Linked DNA regions of Mus musculus: region 2 is linked to region 1. Evidence: chromatin contacts called from public promoter capture Hi-C data. All regions are on one chromosome and are shown on one strand. The core of a region is the stretch at or near the end of the contact, and the rest is flanking DNA. Distances in the headings are between cores, read along the strand shown.

Region 1 (2,700 bases), core at 151-2,650:
TTAAGATTTGCCTGGATACCTCATAGATCGACACTGCAGCCATACAGAAACCACACACAAAAAACCACACACAGAAATACCACACACAAACTCTCTCTGTCTTTTACACCAGCGAGATTCCCGCCCCCTCATCACTTGGAATGATGCCTTCCTACTCCTAACAATCCTTTGCTCATTCTTCCCAACAGGGCTCCTGGGTCTCAGGGGTGAAGAGCATTGCGGCTTTAGCAGAGGAACCCATAATCAATTCTATTCCTGTCACCTATATAGCAGCCCACAACCATCTGTAACTCCAGTTTCAGGGAATCCAACACTCTCTTTTCTGACAATCGCACAGTGCAGATATACATGCAGGCAAAACACTCATAAACACAAAATAAAACCAGGGCTGGATACTGCTCAGTGATAGAACACTTGCCTAGCATGTGGTTTCAACCCTCATTAACCCCCACCCCCACCCCCACCCCACCAGCGGTTGGGGGAACCTCACAGGAACCATATCAAAAACAAAAGCTCCGACTCTTCTCTGTTGACAGGCCACCACCATCGAGTGAAATTCCTTTTGATCTCTAAATGATCTTTTGCACACAGCCTAGCCTGTGCTGCTTGCATTCATTCATACCATAAATGACTGGGATCTATAAAGATGGGAATGGGCACTGTGGGGACAGGCCTGTAGAGATCACTTACATCTCAGAAATAGGACCCGAGATGTACCACTATTTGGCAGGATATACTAGCCTCTTATTGCAATTAACATAGCATTAACCATCCACCTCAGGACCCGACACCCAGCACGCGAGATGTCATTTATTTCTTTGCTAACCATCAGGCGCCCACCATGTCACCTGGCACCCCTTTGGGTACCTGGGACTCCGCAGTGACTGAGACATGCGCAGCTGCTTCAACAGAGGCTCTGTGAAAATGTGACGCAGGTACTGGTTCCCAACGCGTAGGAGAAAGTCAGCGGCAATTTACCCCACAGGTGTCAGCTGGCAAAGCCTGGAGACCTCCAGCTTATTAGGAACGCGGAGGAAGGACGATCCAGGTTTCTGATTGATACAGCCAGAGACGCTGTTCAACATCTAATAAAAGGATCAAACGCATACACATACATTCACGCGAGCAGACACACCAAAGAATTATATGGCTCAAAATACCAATGGTGGCGAAGTTTTCAAGACTTGAGCACAGGGTGGTATGGAAGGACGGGAAGGCGCGGTGCTGCTGAAGTGCACGCCCCCGCAGCTGCAGCTGCAGCGCAGCGCGCCTGGTGCGAGGGACGCTCTGGGTCCCAATCCGCCCAAGGCGTGCGCTCGGAGCCCACAACCCGCGCAGCCCCGAACCGAACGGCGGAAAGCACCAATACCTGCACCAGCATCCGCAGCCAGCTGCACCGCAATAAGCGTTCAGAACCTTGTCCCGCAGCAGCTGCGCGCGCAAGACTTCGGGACCCACTGCGCCTGCGCAAAGGCTAGGAACTACGATTCCCGGGGTCCGCTGGCCTGGATTTCAGAAACTCCAGTGCTTTCCATAGGCTATTATCTGGCCTGTTGCGCATGGTCACAGAAAAGCGTCTGGGGGGCTCAGCTGCTAAATTATTGCTGCGCCAGAGGCTTAGAGGCCTAGAACACACTTAGGTTTTTAGATCTAAGCAGTCCGGCATCCACAGTAACCTTAAATCTTCCTCAGCTTCTCCCAGCACCACTGTTCATTAGAATGCAAAGTTGCAAAAAATCCACTGAGGAAACATTAGGGATGCCTTTAATGTAAACCATAAGTAACACAGCAAAAACACTATACAAATGTCATCCTCTGGCTTCCACACCTGCCACCATGGTCCAAGGGCAAGCACCCTACACAAAGCTTTGCCTGCACTGTTGCAATAGCTTCTTCGTTTCCCCCCTTGTCCATCACTTATACCATGTCTAGGCAGATTATGTCCCTCCCAAGGAAGGACTGCTCAAAACGCTAGTATCTTAGTTACTTGCTCTTTTACTGTGATAAAATACCCTGACAAAGGCAACCAAGGAGGAAAGGGATTTATTTCAGCTCGCAGCTCAAGGTACGGTCCTCATGGCAGGGAAGTCAAGGCGTCAGGAGCCTGAGGCAGCTGGTCACGTGGCATCCACAACCATGAAGCAATGAGCTGTGGATGCATGCTGGTGCTCATGTCCCTTTCTCTACTTATACAATCTAGGATTTCCTGCCCGGGAAATGGTGCCACCCACAGCAGGCAATCAAGATAATCCCACATAGGCATGCCCATAGGCATGTCTACCAAGTGATTCTAGAGGTGGTTTAACTGATAATGGAAGATAGAGCCGTGGCATCCCAGTATCCCAGAGATGATAGTAGTACTGGAATGTGGAGACATACAGCAGCCATTGATGGGCAGGAGCAAGTTAACACAAGTGAGGCAGATCACATTTAGTAAAGATGACCACATCAGCATCTATATCTACTCTAGAAGATTGTCCTACAAGTATACTGCTGATGTAACTCCTTTGAGAGCAGTTTCTAGATTTTTGAAATTAGGGTGACGGCTCTTAGCTCATAAAGTCCAGAAATGGGCCGAGGGTGCTGTTTAATGGTACTGCAGCTGCCAAAGAGCATGAAGTTTGCTTCTGCGTTTGCTTCAGATGGAGGGTGGGGTGTTCATTTGAATGTTTAAAAGCAGGATCCATCCATCATACAACC
Region 2 (2,700 bases), core at 180-2,679, 390 kb before region 1:
TTGGAGTGTGTGTGTAGTGGTTTCAGAAAAGGTCATTTGGAGAATTCTTTTTAATCTGTTCACATATTGAGTTATATAGGCAAGACACTATGTAGTTAGTGACCAGCTGGGATTCCAGATGGCATTGAGATGGGATTAATTTACCTCTGTTGGAGGACTACATTGTGCTCAGTTTTGCATTTTATTTACAAAGGTCAAGGGAAGATTAGGGAAGTTCAGTCAGTCCCTGTTCTCAGACAGGAAGATTAGCATTGGCCTGTGGATGGGAGCCAGGGCACCAGGTCTAGGAGCTCGGGTGTGCATGACCTGACCTACGTGGCCCTTTATCACTCTCAGCCCTTCAGTGTAATGGCCCGTTCAGTGCAATCAAGGTATAAATAAATCTGAGATATTCTAAAAGAACGCAAAGGCAAGCCTGGAGATACTGTGTGAGTATCTATTTGTTATAGAACAGGCTGCCCTGCTTTCAGACTGCGTTAATTTCAAGTCTTTTCAGGGATAGACATTGCCCATACAGCTCTGTTGCTTGATTCCTGGTAAGTTACTGGAAAGTATTGTAATCCTGTTGCTGTAAGGGGAACAGAAGCCTGGCATCACTCATTGCCTGAACAAATTTACAAGAGCAGATGTGATACTTAAGCCAAATAATTGCGTAAGGCAAAAAAAGAAAAGCCAAATGACAGCCTGCCCTGGTGGCAGTGCACCAGCCGATGCCTTCAAAACAGGAAGTGGCGACCTGTGAGTCATGCGGGGAGGGCACTGGAAGTGGGGAGAAGTTCTTGCAGGCTGGCCCGGTGGTCAGGTTCCAACCCACTGCCGCTGCTCCCTTCACGTCAGTCACCCGGGTTATTTACCAGGGTGTGAGCTGTGCCGGTTCCCCAGCCTGGCTGCATGGCTTGAGCTGGAGGCACCAGCTTTGCCAGGCCAGAGTCTTTTGTGTGAACCCTGGCCTGGAGCACAGAGAGCTTAGGCAGAGAGTCAGGCCTGCCCCTGGACTCCCTCGAGGCTAACGTCTCTTACCTTACCAGCTAACAGGAATCAGCTGGCATGCTTTATCAGCAGTCAACGTTCCCAACTTTGGTCCCATAGGTTTGGGGTGGGGCCTGGGGATTTCTATATTTACCAGGCTAAATAGAAAGCTGCTTCCTGCCCTGTGAACAGCACCTCTAATGGGCAATGTACAGAATCAACGCGGTGCAGGTGAGCCATGAACTCCAGTTACCTGGCAGGTTGAGTCAGTGTGGGGCTTCTTGCCCGTGGCCACTATACCTCCAAGGCCCCAGAAAAGCTGTCCCAAGTGTTGCCCAAAGGCAGCGAAACTCAATGTTTATTGATTTGTTACTGTTTTGTTACTCTGCAGGTTTTACTTAATCCCTTTTGTTCAGAGTCCTTTCTGAAAGTAAGCCCAGGCTCTGTGGAAATCAGGGCCCTCACCTAACATGGCTGGGTACATAGCAGGTGGCTGGAGTCTTTCCAAATACAACAGCTAACGTGGGGGAGGGCCCTCCCACAACAGCTAACGTGGGGGAGGGCCCTCCCACAACAGCTAACGTGGGGGAGGGCCCTCCCTCCTTAACCAAGTGATTCGTGTGCTTTTAGGGAGCAGGAAATGGGGCATTAGCAATGTGGAGCAGGAAGCCCAAAATTGGTGGTAAAATAGAATTATGTGGCCTAATGAGTTTTGGAAATCACCCTAATCACATTTGGTATTAGTCCAGGCATTTTTTTTTTCTCAATTGAAAATTCAACGCAACCAACATTTATGAGGAGTTGAATATAACTGAAGAAATGTGAAAGGGGAGGGGGCAGGGCGGAGAGATGGCTTCGTAATTAAGAACACTGGCTGCTCTTCCAGAGGACCTGGGTTCAATTCCTAGCACCCACAGACAGCTTACAACTGTCTGTGACTCCAGTTCCAGGGTACCTGACATACATGCAGACAGTACATCAGTGCACATAAAATAAAAATTAACAATTTTTAAAAGGAAGACATGTGAAAGGACCTGCAGGTACTAGAGGCAGTCCTGTAACCCCACCCCCAGCCCTGTTTTCAAGGTCAGTAGAGATAGGACATGTTCATACATTATGATCCCAGAAGTAAAGGCTGAGCCCACAGGCATGGAAAGGGAGGCATGGTTTGACCAGGTGCACTTCATTCCTCTGTTTCTGCCGACTGGCTGCTTTTCTCTTTGGAAGATAGATATTACTAACTTTACACCTGAGTGTCAGTGCCTTTCTGTGTCCTTGTTTAAGGGACATTTTCACCGGATCCATAGGCTACTTTACATTTTCCAGGATCTTGTCAACCCAGATTAACCCACGGTGACATTTTACTCCTGACCGCTCATTGGTTTGGCGTGAACTTTGGTGTCGGCTTCGGAACGGCGGGGAGTGTAAATCATATGACTTTTGTTTTAAGTCACCACATGACTGTCTGGAGCCACTCTTCAGGCTGAGCACATTCATTCCCGTAGGTGCTAGGCCTTCATGTGACTTTTAAACCCTCCCCACTGGCAGGCTTTATTTGCCCGTGTGACACACTGCCGATCAGATCCACCATGTGACAGACACAAGGTCGTGATACACTCACCCGTTTCTCCCACCGAGGGAGCCTGTGCTTGGCCCCCCTGTGAAGCTGGGATTTGGCTGTCATCTGGCTGTAGGTACATATGGAGGTCCACAGTAGTTAGAACTGCCAGA

Evidence for each region. Promoter capture Hi-C pulls out the DNA fragments that hold promoters and counts their contacts.
Region 2: a contact with region 1 is called in a promoter capture Hi-C map of pre-B cells, with 2.4 times the contacts expected there. The contact joins the enhancer-like site here to the promoter of Zkscan16 in region 1. A contact is called at or near these places in 2 of 39 promoter capture datasets (the C10 cell line and pre-B cells), 1 of 115 datasets of contacts at active chromatin or transcription factors (large pre-B cells) and 1 of 9 other capture datasets (embryonic stem cells).

Annotation. Positions count from the first base shown.
Region 1 is chr4:58,942,328-58,945,027 of GRCm38.p6, reverse strand. Zkscan16 (zinc finger with KRAB and SCAN domains 16) reads right to left here and starts at 1,400. Exons shown (of 6, transcript NM_001099323.3): 1 at 1,370-1,400.
Region 2 is chr4:59,329,915-59,332,614 of GRCm38.p6, reverse strand. All of the region lies in intron 13 of Susd1 (sushi domain containing 1), which reads left to right. Among named protein-coding and RNA genes, the nearest start is that of Gm35578, 50 kb to the right of the region's middle. Within about 2 kb of position 1,429, at least 276 of the 459 cell types and tissues checked have an H3K27ac peak or open chromatin away from gene starts, as enhancers often do. A contact at or near this core is called in pre-B cells, where this site is marked.